Regions from separate parts of the Zea mays genome. Here region 1 is linked to region 2. A link is a contact called in public Hi-C data. All regions are on one chromosome and are shown on one strand. Each heading gives the region's core, a stretch centred on a gene start, on an enhancer-like site or on the middle of the called end of the contact. The rest is flanking DNA. Distances are from core to core; before and after follow the strand shown.

Region 1 (3,594 bases), core at 199-2,698, 230 kb before region 2:
GCTTCATCTTCTCATTGATGGCAGACGAGGAGGGGATGGTACAACACAAGCCCATACTACCCCATGCCTCGGACGCACAACAATCCCCCGCTCACGCGTGCACAAGCCGCCGTGTGCGTGGATCTCGGTCGGGTCTGCACAATGGTCGTCGTCTCCCTCTCCCTCAGTCGTTGTTCTTGGCTGACCCGAGGCCTAGTCTGGCCTCAGACCCCTTCATGATCCTCAGCCGCTTGCAGGTGCCGATGAACATGCTGCGGAGAAAAAAAAAGGAACAATTGGATCTATACCATTAAAAGATCCAAATTTTAGATATATACCATGGACCCCACATGTCATTGACTCATGTGAACCCACATGTAAGTGAGATAGTAATGGTATGAATCCAAAGTGGTCTTTTAATGGTATGGATCCAAATTTCCCAAAAAAAAAAAAAACGAACGCGGGATTGAAGCGAGCAGCAGACGAGCCACATCAGACACGCGGTCCGAACATTCCCCGGATCCAATCCAACACGGATCAGCAGCGAGAGAGCTAGAGCCTCACCTGAAGGGCACGTCGCCGACGAGCATGAGGTCGCCGTCCTTGTCCTCGTAGGTGACGGCGAAGTCGGAGGGGCTGCCGCCGCCGCCGCCGCCGGACGCGTCGCCCGAGCCCGGCCCGGAGAAGCAGAGGAACATGGCTTCCAGCGCCTCCCGCAGCTGGCGGTAGCCCCCGCACGTGCCGAGGTCCACCTTCCTGAGGTAGGGCGCGCCGTCCATGCTCACCTTCACGAACACCCCGCCGCCCGCCGGACCCGGAGCACCCTCATCCGCCGCCGCTGGCTTGCCCTTGGCGCCCGCCTGCTGCTGCTGGAAGCAGCTCTTCCTGTACGACCTCACCGGCGGCCACCCCACCACCTGAGCCCTGCAACAAGCGTGGATGCGTGAGCGAATGCTTGCTTGCTTTGCTTGCTGAAGATCTGATGCGCGCGCGCGGGCGCGGTGACCGTGAACAACCGAGCACTCCATTCGCTCGGTAGTTACTAGTTAGTGGACAGAGAGCGGACTCTGGGACTCACTTGGCGGCCGGCGGCGCGGCGTCGATCCCGCCGCTGACGCCGTCGCGCTTCTTGCCCCTGGGCGTGGACGGCGGCGGCGCCGCCACCTTCTGGGCCTGCCGGGCCTCCTCCTCCTCCTCCGCCGCCTCCGTGCCCGGCAGGCCGAGCCTGAGCTCCGTGGCCCTGAGGTTGTCGACGTCGTCGTCGGCCGCCTCCAAGCCGTAGTAGCTGTAGCTCGCTGCTGCGGCCACCTCCATTGCTCGTCCTTAGCTAGCTAGGTTAGGTAGCCTTCTCCCTCTTGCTTGGTTTTTCCTTTGCGCCTCAAAGAACGGGAAAAAGGAAGCCCGACGAGTTGAGTTGCGCTTCTCTGCCGTCGGCACGTCGTGGTCCTTGCTATGCTAGCTGTAGCTGGTGATGCCGCTGTGCGTGTGGTCCGGTCCGGCGTGGTGTTTTATAGATAGGAGGAGATAGAGGGGCAGCACGCGCACGTACGTGCCAGAGCGGAGCCCAGAGGCGAGAAGGAAAAGGAAGGCGGGGACATGCGCCGATGCCGACGGCCGATGGGCCATGGGCGTGCGTGCGGTGCCGGTGCGCGTACAGACACACACAGACAGCTGGGGGTGGTTGCGGGGCAGGGTGCAGGTGCAGCCGTGCGCGGCCAGGCCGACCCGGGACAGCCCGGCCCCGCCTCTCGCACTCCGCCAGTGCGGCAGTGCCCGTCGGGTCGATCGGGTCACGGGTTAGGCGGCCCATCGCATCGCATGTGTACTGCCGTACTGCCATGCCAACTGCCGGTCGGGTCCTGCACGCACACTGCAGGGTCCGTCCGACGACTCCGATCCACTAGCTCAGGTTCTTCGTTTTTCGTTTCATTCCAAGAGCAGTGGCAGTGAAGGAGGAAGAGCGAACCCGACAACCCGGTCCATGCCGGGCTCCAGTCAAGTGCGGGACGGGACAGCATACTAGGAGGATGCCCGTGACAGTTATTTTCAACGATCAACAGACAGGCAGGCAGCCACCAATAAACTAAAAATCAGACTAAGGCCATGATCTCCTCTGATTTGCACAAACAACACGACACAACACACATTAATGAATAATGATGGATCTCCGTCTCCCGTCTTTCTCTCGCCACTACGCCCTGCTCCTCCGTTTTCTCGAGCCTTGCTGCTTTTGGTTGGCGGCGGTGGGGCCTAGGCCAGTAGGCAGTAGCAGCCCTAGTTGGGCTGGGTGGGTGGGTGTTAATTTAAGCCCAAAACCCGCCTCGCGAAAGAACACGGTTAACGATGCTCTTTTTTTTCCCCTGATACCGCATGGATCGGAAAGGATAGTTATGCCGTTGCTTTAGCTAACCACCAAATAAAGCTCCTATCTTTCTTTCTTTTTTTTGGTGGGGGGGGGGGGGGGGGGGGGGGGGTGGGAGCTACCAACATGCATGCATGGTTGATGGTCTCCATGATTACAAAAAAATTCCAATAAAGATTAGTTTAGGAAGGGTTTTTTCATTATCTCATGGGTAATTAGTTAATTTTCACTTGCGAAAATAGAAATCTCTTGGTAAATTAAGGTTCCCAAACTAGCCTTAGTAGAAGAAAAACAAGTTACCAAGAGATTAATTTGTAAAGTTTGATAAGTTTTTGTAGACCTTCATGTGGTGTATGTATAAACTATACTACTTACTGCGGTGCTGTGGTCCGGAAGCAGAAACCTCTCAAAAAAAATATTTGTCTGTTTTGCGTTAGTTTATTGTTCACCTTTGCTTTATTTGGATGGCTTGCTAGATATAGACCAAGCTAGCTTATCTCGTCGTTACAATTGGACACTTCAAAAAATTAATGTTCAGAACATATAGTTTACATCTGCATGCATATGTACGCTTGTATTATATATAATAAAAAACGTACCTAAATGATGGAAAAGTTATGGAGATAAAGCGAGTGTGTGTAAGCGCGAGGATGTACGCTTATCCTGAGCGCAATCTGGAATCAGAACGAAGATAGTTTAGAGATATTATTCAAACCGACAGGTCTCTTCTAATAGATTCTTGTAGGAGTTTTAGCCTAATGGCCACTATTACCTTCCTGCTTGGTGTTCGTCCTTACAAATTTGTCGTGTCATGTATAGCAGGTAAAAATAAATACACTCATATAATAAAGTTAGTTATAAGGTTGGCTCTTCGCTTATTCCTTTGTCTCAATATTTTTTTTAACTTTTTTGTCTTGGAGCCCGTAGAGCACCTGACTCTTTAAGAGCCACTCCATTTATGTTCCTGCAACCTCCTACAACACAACACAACACAACACAACGCAGAGATACCTTATGTTCCTGCAACCTCCTACACGTACTGAGGACGACGACGGAGCTGGAAACAATGCTCCAACAAAAGAATCTTTTGGACCGAATTCCACGGCTCGCGGCCCACTGATCGACGATCGTACGTCATGAAGTTTCTTGGATTCCAGATCGAGTAGACAGAGACAGACACCAAGACACAGACAGGAGTGAGAGTACTTTCAAATGCTTGTCGATTAATTAACAGGTAATTAAGTACAGCATGC
Region 2 (3,534 bases), core at 883-3,382:
TATTCAGAATTTTAGTGGGCACATTTTTTAACAGCCTAAATTTGTTATTCATAGGGAACACATAATTATCTATCGGGTACAAATATTGTATAAATTGTTATTCACAGATAAAAGTATGAATATAATAAGGTATCCATTGGTAATTTTTCATGGGTATGCATATATCTATCCATAGCTGTTACCCCGATGGGTATGTGACATGAGTACAAATCTATACCTACGAATGTATATGGGTATAGGTATGGATTGAATTTTATCGCATAGTTATGGATTTGTGAACCATATATTCGTGTCCCAACCGCACAATTGATATCCCTAGTCGCATGGTATGAAAATAAAAAAAGACCAGCAAAAAGCAAAGTTTGAACCAAATAGCTGTAAAACAGTGTTATTTTATATTTTTACAATATTTCAGTGCAAAAAATTAATGGATATTCAACTGAATACCCTTGCTTCTACATGGGCCCGCCCTTGCTCCCTCACCACCGTGTACTCATTTCGTTGGCAGTCGTTGGTCGCATGCTCCTCGGCACCCGCTTGCTCCACTAAAGAGACATTAATTAGGATAATATGTTAAGTTTAGCACTTATATTTAAACAGTATTTAAGTACTAAAGTTTAGCACATCTAAAGTTTAACAGGTGCTAAACTTTAGCCAATGCTAAACTTTTGTACTTTAGAAACAAACAGTCTCTTAAGAACATTCTCCAAACAGTAAATACACCTAAATTATCTTTTCATACAACATGATATATCTAATTACCGTATCTTATTCACTAGTATTTCTCAAGATACGACTCATTTATGTGGGTTGTATGAGTAGAACTATATCTATACTTAAAGAACCGTGCTAGATATGTTCCTTTATCAAGATACCGTCTCTTATATTTTTTTGGCACTTATCTCCTTGATACATACGGAACATTTACCCTAATCCTGCGTAAGAATCATTCTGACATTTGTAAGGAATGTAGGCCGAGATCGATGGGGGGTGACTGCGCAAGAAACAAGAAAATATCAACTTCGTTGGCACCAATCGACCAGCCGGAATTCCGGAAGACTGCGCAAGAAACAAGAAACCAAAATCACAAACACATGTTCTCACAAATTTAAACGCCACCAACACCATAATACCTGACGAATGACAACCATCCTGAAACAAAAAAAAAGTTTGAAAAAGGAAAAAACAAAAGGCCCTATGAGGCTATTAGCATGCACGAGATGAAAAGGACGCAATTTGTTAGACTCCGCAATCATCGCCAGTTCGCCACTGTGTTCTGCCGCGTGCAGGACTAAAACAAACCAGAAACACTTCATCCTGTCCTGTCCCCCACCTGCTTATGCTCGAGCTGTCTCCCATATGCAACGTTAATAAATAAGAAAAATATCAAATATATATTCCACCCCCTTCACCGTATATATACACGTACTAGTACCGCATATATACGCAGGGGCGTAGGTAGATTTTTTTTCTTAAAGGAGCCAACACATACATAACTATATATAATTATAATTTTAATAAACAGAGTATATGTATATCTCTTCTCTACTATATTTAGGTATGAGGTATGAGTTTTTTTTACGTTGCCTCCTTTAATAAGCATATAAATTTCCTCACTTATTATAAAGCACTTAGCTTCTACCACTACGACTCATGCTCTTTATGTTATATAAACGAGAGATATTACAAAAATATTTATATACTAATATGTTCAAATAAATATCTCATTTAAGTAAAGTCTACCCATATAATATATAAAACCATACCATAGCGATATATGATCAACTAATTAATATAATAGTCACAAGTCATAACAATTAATATATGTGTGCTAAGTACATAATAAATTTTAACTTATTATAAACTAACCTTTTATTTTAGCGATAGATATACAGATATTAAAAAGTTTCTTTTTGAGGGGCCCTGCCAGTCCTACGCCACTGTATCTGTATATACGTACCAGTACACTAACAACAGCATCCTTTCAGTTTCGATATATATATATATAAAGAAAGTCGAATAAAATAATGTCCCCTTGCGGGTAAGCTGTCTCTGCCGCGGTCCGTGTCTGTGGCGCCGCATCATTTTCGGGGGCTATTTAAAGGCACCACTTCCCCTCCACTCCATTCCTTCCTCCTCATCCAGGCAGCACAGCTCCCTCCCCACTCGAGGCTCCGAGCTTTATTTTTTCTTGTTTTGTTTTGTTTTCTTGGTAGGAGTAACAATAGTTTCTGGCAGCCTTCTTCCTCCTCGCTCTCTACCCGAGGAGAGAGGAGAGGAGAGAAATCCGGAGGCAAAGCTTCAGGTAAACATGACGCCCCTCTCGCCTGTGCTCTCCACCCCTTATGTAGCTCAGATCTGTCCCTGTTCTTGCACGGGTTCGTCGTACCTATTTACGTGCCTGTGCCTGTGCCTTGCTGAAAGATTTGGTTTTTTTTGGCAAGGCCAGTGGCCACAGATCTCCCCAACGCTGGTCTCATGTCTAAATAACATGCTTTCTCGCACAAATCTGTCTGAAGATTCGTCATTTTTTTGCCCCTCCTCCTGTTTTGTCCTCTCCAAACTCAGATCTGCACAACTGCTGAAGAAACATCTCAACTTTACTCTTCTTCCTGCCCGCTCAACTGACGCACCTAACCAGTTCTTGCGTCGTCCTTTTGTTCCTGCAGGGTTTGTATAAAGGGATTCTAGATCTAATCGACTAACCAGAGAGAAAAAAAAACAAAAAATAACGCGAGAAAGCATGAGCCACTTCGCCGCCGCCGCCGTGAAGAGCCCCCTCGCCGTGGCCGCGCCCGCCGCCGGCGACGCCAAGAGCCCGCTCTTCTGCCCCAAGCCGCGGCGCCCCGCGGCGCCCCTGCGGTGCCACCAGGGCGGCGACGCCGGCATGGATCTGCTCGACCTCCTCCTGTCAAAGGTGGGACATCTTTTTTTTTTGCTACCTCGTCCCCGGATCTGCCCCTCTCGAAGGTCTTTTCGTCGCTTCTACTTAGTACATGGCGCTGACGTGTCCGAACTTGGTCTTGGCAGGGAGAGGAGAGCGGCCTGTCGGCGGCGTCCCCGCTGTTCTGCGGCTCGCCGCCGCGGCGGGCGTCGAACCCGGTGGTCCACGACAGCCGGTTCGGCGTGGACTGCCCGCCCCTGCCCGTGCCCATGCCGGTGGCGGCGGCGGCCGTGCACCGGCCGTCGGCGGCGCCGCCCATGTCGCCGCGCGGCGGCAACGGGTGCGCCCGCGCCCGGTTCGCGTTCCAGCCCGCCGCGGTCCGCGTCGAGGGTTTTGACTGCCTCGACCGCGGCCGCGGCGGCCGTGGCCACGGCATCACCGCCATGGCCTAGATGCACATACAAACGAACACCAAGTAACCCACTCGCATCCCCCTCTTCTTTCGCCCCCTCCTCCATCCATGGTGCGAAGAAAGTGTAACCATCCAAGCACTTTGTCGGAGGAGAGAGGGAGAGAGAGGATCAATCAATTCGTCCTAAATTTAACCCTCCTAAAAACCACTTATATTACTACTTTTATTTATATAAATC

Evidence for each region. A called contact is a pair of places that touch in the nucleus more often than the background predicts.
Region 1: a contact with region 2 is called in a Hi-C map of leaf, with 5 times the contacts expected there. The contact joins the promoter of LOC100384587 here to the promoter of LOC114711035 in region 2. A contact is called at or near these places in 4 of 25 Hi-C or Micro-C datasets (bundle sheath, ear and leaf).

Annotation. Positions count from the first base shown.
Region 1 is chr1:174,583,508-174,587,101 of Zm-B73-REFERENCE-NAM-5.0, reverse strand. It overlaps LOC100384587, which reads right to left and starts at 1,448. Exons shown (of 3, transcript NM_001177092.1): 1 at 1,058-1,448; 2 at 544-903; 3 at 1-392. The coding sequence starts at 1,293. The coding sequence ends at 341.
Region 2 is chr1:174,354,041-174,357,574 of Zm-B73-REFERENCE-NAM-5.0, reverse strand. LOC114711035 reads left to right here and starts at 2,132. Exons shown (of 3, transcript NM_001323520.1): 1 at 2,132-2,305; 2 at 2,670-2,917. LOC103640569 reads left to right here and starts at 2,176. Exons shown (of 3, transcript NM_001323510.1): 1 at 2,176-2,305; 2 at 2,670-2,917; 3 at 3,031-3,534. The coding sequence starts at 2,744. The coding sequence ends at 3,336.